Linked DNA regions of Anser cygnoides: region 2 is linked to region 1. A link is a contact called in public Hi-C data. All regions are on one chromosome and are shown on one strand. Each heading gives the region's core, a stretch centred on a gene start, on an enhancer-like site or on the middle of the called end of the contact. The rest is flanking DNA. Distances are from core to core; before and after follow the strand shown. Region 1 overlaps DDC (dopa decarboxylase). Region 2 overlaps GRB10 (growth factor receptor bound protein 10).

Evidence for each region. A called contact is a pair of places that touch in the nucleus more often than the background predicts.
Region 2: a Hi-C map of liver shows a contact between it and region 1, with 16 times the contacts expected there. The contact joins two enhancer-like sites. A contact is called at or near these places in 2 of 7 Hi-C or Micro-C datasets (both in liver).

The regions. Positions count from the first base shown.
Region 1 is chr2:89,888,234-89,895,648 of Taihu_goose_T2T_genome, forward strand. DDC (dopa decarboxylase) reads right to left here. Exons shown (of 14, transcript XM_066992604.1): 11 at 5,901-5,920; 12 at 5,057-5,155. Among named protein-coding and RNA genes, the nearest start is that of FIGNL1, 13 kb to the left of the region's middle. Within about 2 kb of position 2,633, at least 3 of the 3 cell types and tissues checked have open chromatin away from gene starts, as enhancers often do. A contact at or near this core is called in liver, where this site is marked.
Region 2 is chr2:90,047,883-90,055,297 of Taihu_goose_T2T_genome, forward strand. The region is part of intron 1 of GRB10 (growth factor receptor bound protein 10); the gene reads right to left. Among named protein-coding and RNA genes, the nearest start is that of GRB10, 58 kb to the right of the region's middle. Within about 2 kb of position 3,154, at least 3 of the 3 cell types and tissues checked have open chromatin away from gene starts, as enhancers often do. A contact at or near this core is called in liver, where this site is marked.

The DNA.
Region 1 (7,415 bases), core at 1,383-3,882:
AAACCCAGAACAGTTATATCAAGGCATAGGAAACCAATGCTCTTCCAAAATCAAATAGGGAAAATACCAACAGGCATACTAACAACCTGTGAGGAACATCAGTCAGTGATGTTTGTATACATATACCACATTTTGCTTTCTCCCAAACAGAAAATAAATACCAAAGTGCTTGGAAAAAAGAACTGACATCCACATCAGGTACGTGCAGTACCTTACTCAGTCCCCCTTTACTGGTTATCACCAATTTAGTGCTCGCTACCCTAAAGAAAAAGACAACTGGGTATTAAAATTACAGTTTGTGCGGTAGCCAGTCTACATCAAAAATTATCAGCACTTTTATGCATTTACGATTGCAAACAATTTTACTAAAATGAACAGACCCCATGTCTGTTCCTTCTGTTCCACTTTGCTTTCTTACAAGTTCAAGGAAAGATACCAACAAATATAAAACACTTTGGGCCAAGGTTAGATGTGAAATATTTCATCTCACAGGAACTTCTTCCAAAAGGCAAGAAGAAAGCAGAACAAAAATTACAGGGGAAAAAAATAAAAGGAAAAGAAAAAAAAAAAAAAGAAAGAAAACCAACACATTTTGCAATCTTAATCATAGCTTTCTGATGTTTGTTTATTTCCTAAAATAGGAAAACATTGTTTATATGGAATTGTACATAGATTTGAGACATTCCTACTGGGCATACTCTTTGTAACCAGCCAATCTTCCTCTCGTTACCACTTCCTCTCTGCTGTTTGTGACATTCATTTATTACCTCCCTCTAAAATTAGACTGAAAGCTCTTTGAGTCAGGAATAAGAACAATAAAATGCCCAATTCTTTCCAAAGCATTTGAATATTCTGCCACTATAAATAGCATGGGCTTAAAACTATGAAATTTGACCAGAAGTATGTGTATACATACATATTTTTGTATGCATAAGTGCATGGGAAACTTATGTGAAATATACATGCAGGTTGTAACAGTCTTCTGCTACCTCCTCCAGCCCTCATTTCCATAGCATCAAACAAGTTATGTCTTTTACACAGCTCAGCAAAATTTCACAATGCACACACCAGCTCTTGGAAGTTAAGGCCATAAAAAAAATCCTGTTCAGTGAGATGAATGACTTTCAGTGAGACGTTCAATGACAATAGATTTCCACAACTGTTCAACCAAATGTAATCACCAACAGAAGTTAATCAAAATTTACCTGGGTGAGAACTGAATAAAGCAAAAATTTGAGATTGGCTTACTGCAAGTAGTTTGTACAAGAAAACTACAGACACTTGCTGTACACTTTCTATACCAAGTATTTCCAATTTTTTGCGCTAAAGGATTTGAAAGAAATAAAAGCAAGGAAAAATATAGCGTATTCAGTAAAACACAAATTAAAATGCTGGAAGCATTCTGTATGGAAGTCATTTTTTTCGTAGCAAGCTTTATCAAGTAGCAATAATTTGAAAAGCCACCGGGGGGCACCAAGTGTTTTAGATTTTTACAGGCAGGACTGAGAAGTAGAGAAAGGAGGAACTAACAAGTTTCACTTGCTTAGCTTTCCTCCCCCCCAGCTTTGCTTAGCACAGTGACCCAAGGCCCTGCACCTTTGAACCGTAAGCTAATATCCTGAATTGCTTTTACAAAGATTGTTGCAACCAAACATAAATAAATCCAATAAAGTTAAACGTTATTAACCCTGGAAGTTCAAACTCTGTGAAGCGTCACACCTGCCTCTCTCGACTGGAAGAGCTGTAACCCCTCTCTGGGCATGGGTACGGCAAGGGATTTTTGTGTCCCTCTATCTCAGGTAAATAACCATTGCCCTTTTGCATTGAGAAAGCAAAAAAGGGGATCTAAGTAATGTGATTATTCAGGATTAGGGGAAATGTCTTACTCATGGGAGCAGTGCACTTGTGAGGTGTTAAGATGTGGTTCTTATTTAAAAAAATCTGTATTTAAGTATGTATATGTGTGCATATACAGAAAAATAGAAGCACATATACAGATATGGGCTGTTGCATTTAAATGTTTCAATTGAGAATGGAATAGTCGGGCAACTCCTTCCAGAACTAAAACAGTTTTTGATACAAGGGAGTTTCTCAGAAGCATCAGAGTGCAATAATGTGTATATGCAAGTACACATACTTGCACAGCCTTGATCACTTCATACTTTTCTTCTACAGATTTCACCTCTCTGCCTGCTTTAGCTCACATCTCACTAGAATGAATGAAGATGCTGCAAAAAGTGTCCTCTAAACAGCCACTCGGACGATGCCACTGCCCAGCTGCAGTGCTATCTCTGGGACTGCTGTTCTGTACAGTTCCAGTTTCTTGATCTCAGCTGTTAATTGTTAATAGAATTCATTTTTGTCGGTGAGAAAGGGAGAATGTGGTACACTGATTTCTTCTGGACCTCCACAGGATTTAACTGACTCAGAATGTTCCTGGGGATTACCTACGAAAGCATTAACCTCTAAATTTCTCAGATGACTTCTGAGCTCTTTGAGATGACTTAAAAGGACAAAGAAATAATACATGGCCAAGCAGTTTACAAATGTGCCATTTACAAATGGACTTTGGGGGTTTCACATTTATACTGACTGTTTGGAATCAGTCCAGAGGACTGTTGTTGCTTTTGCCCTCTTTGTACATCTCCTCCACAGCTTTGGGACTTACCTCCAAAATTTGTATTTTTCTCTCCCCACATCCTTCTGAGATGACCGCCCTCCCCTTTACCACTGCTCTAAAACCTATACTTTGCAATAGGTTAATATTACATGTTGTGTGGGAAGAAAGTGCATAACTGGAAGGTTTGGAAAACAAAAAAGTTACTATATCTAAATCAAAGTCACTCATTCTCATCTCCTAGGAATATTTTGGTTCCTAAATGCCTGTCTCAGTACAAGCAAATACCAAGCTGCGGTGGTTATCCGGTCATTTTGATGCAGACCTTAAAGGTTGCAACATAATAAACAACCTTTTTTTTTTTTTTTCTAAACGTTACTACTAAAAGAAAAAAAAAAAAAGAAAAAAAAAAGAACAAACTTTGAACTGAAAGAGGTAGAAATGTTTGTTTGTTTTGAAACAGGTTTGAAGCCCACTGAATTTAATCAGTACAGTTTAATGAGTAATCCGGGCAGGGGGTGAGGAGGAACTAACTTAATGGTTCCAGTTTGGTGGATCAGTCAGGCACTGGAACGGGTTGCCCAGGGAGGTGGTGGTGTCACCGCCCCTGGGAGTGTTTAAGGAAAGGTTGGACCTGGTGCTTGGGGACATGGTTTAGTGGGTGATAGTGGTGGTGGGGGGATGGTTGGACCAGATGATCTTGGAGGTCTTTTCCAACCTTTATGATTCTGTGACTCTGTAATTATACATTGAGTCAAATTCTGCACTTAATTACCCTTAATATTTTTCCAAAGTTGCAAACGTAAGGTCATAACTTTTTTTCCTCTGTGTACCAGGGAACACTTTAGTCTTTAATGAACTATTAAACACACGCACAATTCAAGGAGGCCTTGGAAATCTAGTTTTCCGAATTATCTTTGCAAATAAGGGAACATAAGAGGGTTCCAACTTTAGAGTCAGTATCTTTAGGAAAGGATTGATTTGCTTTGCCTTACCAAACTGTGTTGTCATAGAAAATACAAAACCAGCTACGGTAATGGGAAGACAAGCACTTTTTGGCTGGACAGCCAGGGAAATGTCTGGGAGACAGGGAATGAGAGAACTGTGAAGCATCTTGTTGAACGTGAATACTGAATTGTGGAAACCTGCCTGAGAAAGGCCGTGTCATCAACATGGGGCTTCCAATCCTCTGTTTTCCCAGTGAGGGATTTAGCCCTACTTAAAACCTTGGCATCATTCTGAAATAACTGTCGTCTCCAGAAATCTAACCTGAGAGAGCAAAGCTCTAGAAACTGTAATGGCAGTCTAGTAAAGCAGTAACAAACCATGCATCATTTTTTTCATTGGAAGGGCATCTATCAAATTGCCATAAGGATAATAAAGCATCAGGATTGCTGTTGTTCTCAAAATTTGCTTCTGAGAGCCTTATTAAAACTAAAAATATAATTTAAAACCCTGTAGAGTTGGTCAAAAAATATTGTGATAAAAATGAGAAGCAAAAAGGGTACCCTCCTCCACCCCAGAACCTTTCCAAACTGGAAGAGATTTATTCATGCAGCTGTTTTACAATGGCAGAAGAAGCCCTTCTTAGGCCTTCATCTGTTTAGTACCACAACAGAAAGGAATGCATGCCTGCAGAGGGTTTGGTATACTAGACCAGAGTCTAAGCTAATGGATATTTTTGTAAATATTTAGAGCGAAGTCATGGAGCTCCCCTCATTATAAGTTTCCCTAAACTTCATAAAAAGGAAAGGCATGCTTGAATTTGATTTTACTGCTGCAGAGGAAGTATATATATATCATTTAGACTGCTGCCAGGTGTGTTTTTTAGTGATTAAATAACCCATCTTTTTTACATTAAGAATAAACTTAGTGCTTACTCACAGCAATGTTAACAAACTGTAAATTGTACACATCGTTTTTTAAAAAATGTGTATTTTAAACAGGAAACAGAGAAAGCAGAAATTATCGCTTCAAGGGTAGGTGGACAATAAGGTACTGTATCATAAATGTAGCCCAACAACATTAATCATAATCTAAACATGCCATCAATGCATCTGCATTAGGGAAATAAAGAGATAATGAATGCTTCATGGTTTTTCTCCCGGAAAAAATAAATAATAAAAATTTAAAAACTAATGCACTCTGGCTTAATTTGAGAGGGGCCTACAGTCCTGCATTGTATAAATTCCAAATTCCTACGCTTGTCTTCTCTAAAGGTTAATACAAAATGGATGACAGCTGAGATCCTGCCATGATATGGAATCATGACACGACATGGGGCAAAAAGCAGTACTCCTATTGACTCGAGCTTTCTGAAGGCCGTCACCTCTGCTTTCTAATGTGTGCAGAAGCTGTGGGCAATGGATGGGGGTAAGTAAAGCTCATTTTCCCTTACCATCCCACCACAGACTACCCAAGAAAGCAAATCTGTGTTACCTTGCGGATGTGCTCCTGCAGTCCCGTGACCCCGTACATCCTCAGCACGAACCAGAGCTTCAGGGAGCGGAACCTCCTCCCCAGGGGGATCTGCCAGTGCTGCAAGCCGGAGAGAAGGCAGAGCACCCATGTTAGAAGTCAGCTTTGCAGTGATACTGCAGAAATGGTATGTGCTGCAGCGATTTTAAGCATAACACATTTCCAGATCCTAGAGGCCATAGCTAGAGGTGGGCCAAATAATAACAAAAATGTCTATTTTTGGGTAATGCTCTGATATGACTCTTCATACTCAAATTTTTCAAATGAAAAGTGGAAAAGAAGGTTGGTGTCAGAATGGAAAGGTCACAAGGCAAACCAAATTGTCTTTTTGCATCCCAAATTCTCCTCAAAGGTTTTGGAAAAATGAGTATCATACATTGGCTTATGTACAGTTGTGGGGCCAGCATCTATTATGATTGGCCCATTTTCCATTTCAAAAGAAAAATGTTTATATTGTCAAAGTTAAAACACACACTTTTAGAAGTATATATTATTAACTATTTTAAGAAAAACGATCTTTAGGAAATCATCTTTAAGAAATCTTCTACTGCTTAAATCTTAAAATATTACTTATGCAAGACTCATCCTGCCTCTAAACATTTCTCCCCCCCCCCCCCCCCCCCAAAAAAAAAAAAACAGAGTTTAAAGTTTCACCTTGAGTAATGTTAAAAATTTACTAAGCTGCATCCATCATGGAAAGAAAGGTAAGGTTTTGAAGTTTATGAAAGTAATGGAAAATAAAATCCCTGGAAATATGAGTGTATAAAAGTAGTAACATTAATGATTATATCGATGTTGTACTTACCCGGTAATCTGTTACAAGGCCTGAAAGTTAAAGAAAAAATGTTCACATTGCTTTATCATAACAGCCAAAACCTACAATCATATTCTAATGCTATTAAGAAAGCTGTATTTTAGCTATCCTGCCTGTTTGCTACAAACTTCAGCATCACCATTTTCAACAGCGAATATGCTTCACTCCTTAGCTAGCCAGGATATACCACTAACAAACAGTTTTCTGTAGAGCACAATTTTTAGAAGAAATTATTTTCCTTTCTGTTATACTTCAGATCCCATCACAGACTAAATACTACATTTATTTTCCTCTTGTATGGAAAAGAAGCAGTACCTAAGATGGCTTTTATTAATTTTGGTTTGCAGAATCTCTGAACTCATTTCAACACTCATCCTCTGCTGTGAAATGCCACCACTTGATGAACTGACGTTTCTCAAAACAATGTGTTTCTAACTAGCTTTTGTACCCATTCATGTATTTGCTGCTGATTTTTAAGCATGTCTAATGAGTGACTGGAAAATTTGACTCAGAAATGAACTCTTCCTGTTTGGTGAATAACGTTCTGCATTGTTACGGCTTTTTATTTGATGTGGTGAAAAGCCCTTACACTGTTTGACCAAGCCACAAAACAGTTCAGTGCAGGGAGGCAAGTAGAGGGCATTATTTGATATCTTTTATATGAGCACACAGTGTCAAGATGCCTCTACCTTTGCTTTGAATCAGGTAATTAGGCTGATTTCACAGTAAAGAAAACTGTAATATAAAGCTGGATTACTTGTGGTAAGCCAGAGACAAAAACTAAACAGACCTAAAATCTTAAAGCACCTCTTTAGGAACACATGGAAGCATCTGCCTAGCTTTCTTATCCTGCAGTGGAATACAAGCTTCATGAGGAAGTATGCACTTAAATTCCATGGAAAAGTGCTAAGTGCTCTTGGCATTATGAGCCACCAGGTACTAAATAGAACTGTAGCTCGTGAATTGACCAGCCTACATCATTTTTCTGATTCCCAGCCTTCCTGGGAGTTTAAAGAAAAAAAAAAAAGACTCCGTTTCCTGTGCTACAAACTCTCTTGCCAACAGTCTCACATGCACGCAGCCAAAACACACGATCCTTCCTCCCTGCAACATATAGCCATTTGGCTCTCTAACCTGTTCCAAGGTTATTTTCTAGGGAGAAAAAAAAAAAAAAAAAAAAAAAAGCAACAATCATTAACCTGTTCCTGGACATCAGGAAATGAACATGGTTGTTTCGTCTCAGTAACAAGGTGATTTGATAACATTCGCGGTCTGCATTGTCGCAGCCATTTGTATTTGATAGCGGCAAGGCTGGTAGCAAAGAGAGGAAAGCAACTGGTGATAGATAAATAATCCTACGCTCCTGTAAGGGGCTGTGTCTAATGATCCACAACAACGCCTTTCACAAGCTGTGAAGCAGAATGCAATCAATGATTAGTCCTTGATTACAAGCCTTAGTCTTACATCTGTATTTAACCAGGATGAATTGCATTGTGGGAGTATATG
Region 2 (7,415 bases), core at 1,904-4,403, 160 kb after region 1:
CATTTCAAACTGGGAAATAGCGATATAAATGCATTTCCTAGTTCAACAAAAGTTTCTTCTTGAATCAAAGTATGTGGAGGCTTGGGGCTTTGTTTTCTTTAATTCCAAGGCTGTGGCTTAGGGGTTTGTAACTAATTAACTGGACTGAAACGGATTCAGTAGTGAACTACCAAACCTCAAGAGGAACCAGAAGTTCAGTTTATCTAAACATCCATGGTTCTGGATGCCAACCTGAATTTTTTTCATACTAGAACTCTCACAAGATCAGGTTTCAAGAAGTTTTAACACAGACTGAATTTGGCTAAGTCTAAAATACCATGGTTTCTCACAGATCTTGCCAAAAGAGAAGACTAGGAGAAAGCAAGAAAATTGAAATATAAACAAAAAATAAGAAAAGCAAGACAAGTCACACTGAGTTTCATAAATATGAACATGAGAAGGAAATTAAGAGCTGGTACACAGTTTTACAAAGTTGGTATACCTCTGCATATACCAATTAAGGGCAGGTATGGAAAAACAGAAGCAAGCACATGAAGTTGGCTGCATTAACATACTACCTATAGACTATGCTACAGTGATAGACATGACTTCATACACTGTCCTACTGTGCCCAAAGTGTGAAATAAATAAATAGCATGTAAATACATAATAGCATGTCTGTCAAAGCAAAGGAACCACCTTCACGGCAAATGACAATTATGGCAGACCAATGATGTGGACTCCGCAAGCAGGACTTCAACTACGTGCAACTGCGAGCAAAGCACAACTTTTCCAGCTTATGGAATGCAATGTAACGCTCAAAATCCTAATGGACATAGCGCTTTGGGATAACAACGGTATACAGTTATACAGGATACTAAATAAAGTATACTATCTATTCTTCAGAGAGACTGCCTCAAACAGCATATCAGCGCTTTGCTTCAGGAGCCAACTGATACCTAAAAGGCTCAAGCACAACTCCTGAGTGCCTTCAGAGCCAATACCATCAGGTACCAATTCAGGAGCCCACAGGTGCTCTTAAGACAAGAACTGCCAACAGTGGCATGACTAAGGGTGGTTTTTACAAACAAATATCATATCATAGAACAGCTTGGGTTGGAAGGGACCTTAAAAGTCACCCAGTTTCAACCCCCCTGCCATAGGCAGGGAGACCTCCCATTAGATCCAAAGCCCCATCCAGCCCGGCCTTGAGCACCTCCAGGGATGGGGCATCCACAGCTTCTCTGGGCAGCCTGCTCCAGTGCCTCACCACCCTCTGAGTGAAGAACTTCTACCTTATACCTAATCTAAATCTACCCTCTTCTTGTTTAAAGCCATTACTCCTTGTCATTTCACTATCTGCCTGTGCAAAAAGTTGCTCTGTATCATTTTTATAAGCCTCCTTTAAGTATTGAAAAGCTGTAATAAGCTTACCCCAGAGCCTTCTCTTCTCCAGGCTGAACATCCCCAGCTCTCTCAGCCCTTCTTCATAGGAGAGGTGCTCCAGCCCTCTGATCTCCTGGTGGCCCTCCCCTGGATCTGCTCTAACAGCCCCACATCCTTCTTGTGCTGGGGGTCCCAGACCTGGATGCAGCACTCCAGGTGGGGCCTCATAAGGGCAGAGCAGAGGGTGACAGTCCCCTCCCTCCACCTGCTGCCCACCACTCTGTTGATGCAGCCCAGGACGCAGTTGGCCTTCTGGGCTGCAAGCACACACTGCTGGCTCATGTCGAGCTTTTTGTCCACCAGAACCCCCAAGTCCTTCTCTGCAGGGCTGCTCTCAGTGAGTTCTCCCAGTCTGTGCTCATGTGTAGGACTGCCCCGACACAGATGCAGAACTTTGCTCTTGGACTTGTTGAACCTCATTCGGTTCACCTGTGCCCACATCTCTAGCTTCTCCAGGTAGTATATCACAGAATCACAGAATCATCTAGGTTGGAAGAGACCTCCAAGATCACCTAGTCCAACCTCTGACCTAACACTAACAAGTCATGATACGATACACGTGATATCTGTCTACCTACCCCAGATACAATGGAGACCACTAAGCCTTCTGACTCTGTGTTGGCTACCTTATCCCTTCAGAGCCTCCTCAGGTATTTCAAACCTGGTACAAAGGCTGAAAGCTGAACATCCCAGGCACTAAGAATAAAGCAGAACATCCTCTCAACGCAGTTTTTCTTTGTGCACTTTTCCTGTGAAACTCACCATCTCGGATGTTTGTCAGGTCACTATAATCCTGCAGATGCCGATGCAGTTGAGCACCCTTAGATCCCCCTCCCAAAAACAAGTGCAGATGTCTAATGCACGGATGCAGTTGTGTATTACCCAATGGCTAAGAAGAGCAACAGGTCAACCCAAGAGAAGTAAAGGTTGAACAAGAAGAGCAGTTGTAAGCTATTTGTTGCACACCTAATGTGTTTACAGCTGTCCCAACACATAAAAGTCCCTACTGGAAGGGGAAGTTCCTACCCTGACGGAGTAATGGAGGCGAGATGTGGCTGAGATGCATCTTTGGGGTTTCTCACAGCACCACACACAAACTGTTAACTGGCAAGACCTTATTTCAGAGACGGAGGCTTACAGCTGGCTGCAAACCTCCAACTCTTCAATTAAAACAGATTTTTAACTAGCAATTGCCAGTAACTCACAGGAATAGCATACACCCTCTCCGGTGTAACCTTACAGCTGCACCACAAGAAGTGAGAAGCACAGGCCTTATTCACAACGCTCAAGCCAACGTCACGATATCCTGCAGCAACCTTTTCAGAGGCAGCAGCTCCAGTTGCTAAACCTGGGACGCGACACCCCTGCCTGTCTGAGAAGGTGCAAAGCCCTGCTCACGTCTGCAGAGCTTGCCTGCAACTCGAGCCAAGCGTGGAGCAAAAGGTTTCCTCGGGGCGCTAAGGGCCAGCACAGCCCCGTTGCTAAAGTACAGCGGCAGGCCTGCATAAACAAAACCACACCTGCTACAGCAATGCGGGCAGCCGAGGAAAGGTAAGCACGGCGCGATGTTAAAGAGCTCACGGTAGTTTCACATGACCCTCCAGAATCTATTTATGTCAGTTGTTCAAAGACAAACAATGGCACCTCGCCAGCTGCAGCAGCAATCAGATAGACACAGGAACAAGGTTAAAGGGAAAAAAAAAAAAAAAAGAAGTTATATAATTGCTCCGTGCCAAGCTGCCGAGGCGCAGCCCCGGCTCGGCCTTATTGTCGAGCACAAGGTCGGGGCCCTCAGCAAAGTGGGCACCTGCTTTGGCCCATCACCGTGCCCCTTGCTGAAACAGGGCTCCCAATAAGTCATGTGTTTTCTCCACGGTTTAATCCCCAGGTCCCTCTTCTCTTCCAATAAACACACTCAATATGAAATCACAGCACGTTACTTAGCTTACTGTACCATCCAGCTATTACAGTATTTTTAGAAGCCTGTTGAGGCATTAGCCCTCACTAAGTTGTTTGCATGTACTATTTTCTCTATCAGTCAGCATCTGTAACCAAGGATGATTTAATCAAGTGACTAGCAAGAGTGTTAGAATGATCTGAAGCAAGGTTTATTTTTATAGAGTCTCTTAAAGCAGTTAGCATTTTATACAGCCAAACACACTGGCATTACAGGTTAGATTTCAGTGTCCTTTTGCAAGTCTATATTTTCTGATGCAAAATGCTCCATGGCTGCATCATACCAAGAGCCAAAGTCCATTCATAGAGAGCATTATCTCTGTGTATCAGTAACCCAGACAATCTGGATTAATTTTTCAATCTATAACCAAGCCTTTCAAGGTACACTCCTTCAACTTTGACATAATGTTTGCTGCAATTTAAGCTAGCATGATAAGTGTTTCAGTTTATCAAAGAAAACACTAAATCTGGTATTTAAATCAGAGAACAGGTCAACTGTATACTACAGTAACTGCTGTCTGCACAAGTGCTCTCTAATCACTGCCTTGGCTCCAAGTGATACCGTTCCTGCCTGCAGCTTAGCTCCGTGTTTGCTTGGGATAGCATTTATCAGTACGAGACGTTTTTTGGCTGACCAGTATATTGCTGCTCCTCTCATCCTGGGTTCCTCCAGTAAAGGTTATCTCATCATTCAGGCTAATTTTACTGGTAAATAGGGCTTAGATAGGAGGAAGCAGATCCAAAGTACAAATAATAAAGTATCATCCACACTTCCCTTCTCCCCCTTCTTTGCAAAAAAGGGACCTGAATTTAGCTTAGAGTAGCTTTCTCTAGAAGTCCGGAAATCCCCCTCTCCTGAAGACTTCGACTTTTTTTTTTTTTTTTTTTTTTTTTTAAACTTAAGCAGTAGCTGGAAGTTCAAGAAATTAAGGAAGGCTACACCAGCGGTAACACAGCTTCTCGGAAGCTCCTGGGACTATGTCCAGACCGTGGATGTCCAGACCACCAAGACGACAGTCCCCGGTTTTGGATTTACTGTAGCTGTCTGCAAACCCACACAGCCATGCCCCTGAACAAAAGGTTCAATTGAGCAAGAGTCACGCATGCCCATGCCAGCAATCCCACAGCGACAAATTAAGATCATGACATACTTCTGATGTTTGTACACCGTCCAGCACAACAAAGTCAAGTCAGACATGCTGACGGGTCCCAACGCGGTTCAAGAGACTGTCAACACAGATAGGGCTCAGTTTGCACACAAGCACTCCTACAGCGACAGTAGTTCGCTGCCTACCTGGCGATGCGACTTTATCACACCAAAGTAGATGTTTTGGAACTAGCTGAGCGTAAACAGAAGATTAGCCAGGTCATTACTTGAGCCACCTTAGCTTTACTCTGTTCAGGCAACTTGTGCAAAGCACGATTAATTACTTTCTGCTAGCACAGACAGAGGAGACTACTGTGAAGTTTTCAAGCAAAAGCAATTATTAAAATTCACTCAGGAAGAGTCTACCAAGGGCTGCTAAAGCACAGACACAGCTCCTGGCTCAGAGAGCCCAGAAGCAGGAAGGGGAGACTTGTAGAAATTACACACTCTTCATATCTGCAACTTGTTCCTCCTAGCCAAAGGACACAAAGGTAGATGAACACTTCTTTATCTGTCCCACTACTGCCATTCATAACATGCTTCTGTAGTTTCATTAGGCAATAAACAGATAAAGCAGCATTTCTTCTGAGGACTGCTTCTGGTAATTCTTCACTTCCCATATAAAACACTATTTCCATGAAAGTGAAGTAGCTTTGCACTTTTTCTAAGCTATGCTTCTTTTTTTATGTCATGGTTTTGCAGCTTCAGTCTATGCAAAGCATTAGATGTACAGAGGGGAGTACAGAGTCAATTATGGTAAGAACCCAGTAGTCACCTATGCATAGTTCCCTGGTATCTGCCGCCACAGTTTCTGTTCTGTCACTCGGCTTTACTCTTAGCCCTCTGAAAGCATGCATGCACACTATTACAGGAAGAAATCCACCTGACAGAGCTAGCCCTAACCCCACAAAGCTCTAACCTAGACCCCGCAGCTGAGATTAACTGGTAATGCACATGATGCTCCTTTCTTAAAAGCTGCAAGTCACTGGGCTTCTTCACAGCTAAATACAGCAACACAGTCCCCAGGCAGATAGCTGTTTGGTACAACGTATTTTCAGCCTGCCTTACCACTGACACGCCAGGGCCTGAGGAAATTTGTCACAGGTACAGTGCTGAGGGAAGAGCAAGGCTGCTCTCAGGTTTGTCCAAAGTCACTGCTTTGCAAGCGATTCGAGTTTACTCAAACATATTGTCTGCTGTCTCTTCCTAGAGCTCAAAACACATCTTCTCTGGGTCAGTGCTTAACATGCAACAGAAATAAAGAAAAAAATAAAAAAGCTTTGCACACCAGGCAAAAAAACTTTAAAGCACAGACAACCCACATATTACATAATTAAAGAGCTGTAAGTAGGTTTCCTGTCTCTTAACTATAGTCATTTGGCTAGGTAAGAGCCAAGCGAAAGACTCAGTGAGCCAACAGAGTAACTGTGAACCTAAAATTTTAACATTCCCATTGCTAAGAGAGCTTGTACAAACAAGGGCTTAAAATAAAGCCACTTAGCTCTGTCAGAAGTCAGGCTCTCTCCTGAAGTAGCAAAACCACTAACTGCTGGCATTCTTCTGACTTTACAAGACCTCTCTTAAGACTGACAGTGATAACGATAGAGGACCAGCAACACAGAAGCCCGGTTTTAGATGATCCGAGTAGCAAAGCTAGCAGCACGTTCCTTCCCGTGCTCCACCTGACACACCGCGGCACCTCCACGCGTAGACGCTGCAAATCACGGAAAGCATGCAAGAAGCTGACAGCGTGCACAGAGCTACCGCTGCTCTCGCGTTCATACAGCCTCACCAGACTTCACAGCTTGTCGTACGCAAGTGCAAAAGCTACAAGAAACGCCGCACGCCAGGAATTAGACAGGAAAGAAAGAAAACGAGAGGCTGACAGACGGATAGACCTGCGTCCATGGTCTGTGTCTCTGCAGCGGCAGGGAATTTGTTAAATGAAGTTGTGATCAGAGGAATTATATTACATCCCATGATACACGGGAAGGCAGAAAGGCTTGCCAATCTGTCCTTGGAAGAACTTCTCTCCCGACCCCCTTCTGGGTTTTAATAACCCACTGCCCAGAAAGTTCTTCAAGTCAGCAAAAACTGGGGCTTTGGAGCCTGTCAGCACCTAAACCCATAGTGTGCATGCCCCAAATCAGTGAAGCGTTTCTTCTGCAATAAGGAAAAAAGCTTTCTTTAATACACAGGCTGATACAGTTATACAACATATTGGTAGAGCTGAGCCAGAAAGTTATTTTCTGAAGGTGTTTCAGATTTATTTTAAGGAGTAGTACCAGTTACAAGTCTTGCCATTACCTGCACTACGACTGCTACCAGAGCAGTATTGTTTCATACCAAAATATACTGTTTTTCAGGAAAATTGGCTCTTCAGCCCCCCAGAAAAAAAGAATCTGCTGTGACACGAGCTGGACCATGATTAGCAACCTCCCAACAGCATTTGGCAGTCACAGTTTATTCATAAAAGACTTTTCTCCAGTAAGGCTGGAGTTAGCACACTACTTTAGCTGACAGCTTCAGCAATGCACTTGTGCAGCATGCATACGTGCTAGGCTTTGCAGACTCCACTTCTACAGGCTGGTCTTGGCAAAACCGGCATTATCCAGGGTTTGCAACAGCATTGCACCTATAATTTGGCAAAGCTGCATCAAATTAAGTTTCTCTCATTAGAACAGTTCTCTTTTAGTACAAACTAACCGCTTCTGCAATAATTTAGCTGTCTCCTGGTTCTCCGCACAGGGAAAATGGATAGCATATTCCAGTGAGCACTCTTTGGACCAGGGTGCGATTTATTATGGTAAAAGAAATACAGTGCATCATGGTTGCTGTCTTTTAATCAGCTAGCAAGAAGTGAATCCAACTGACAGGCTTAGAAATG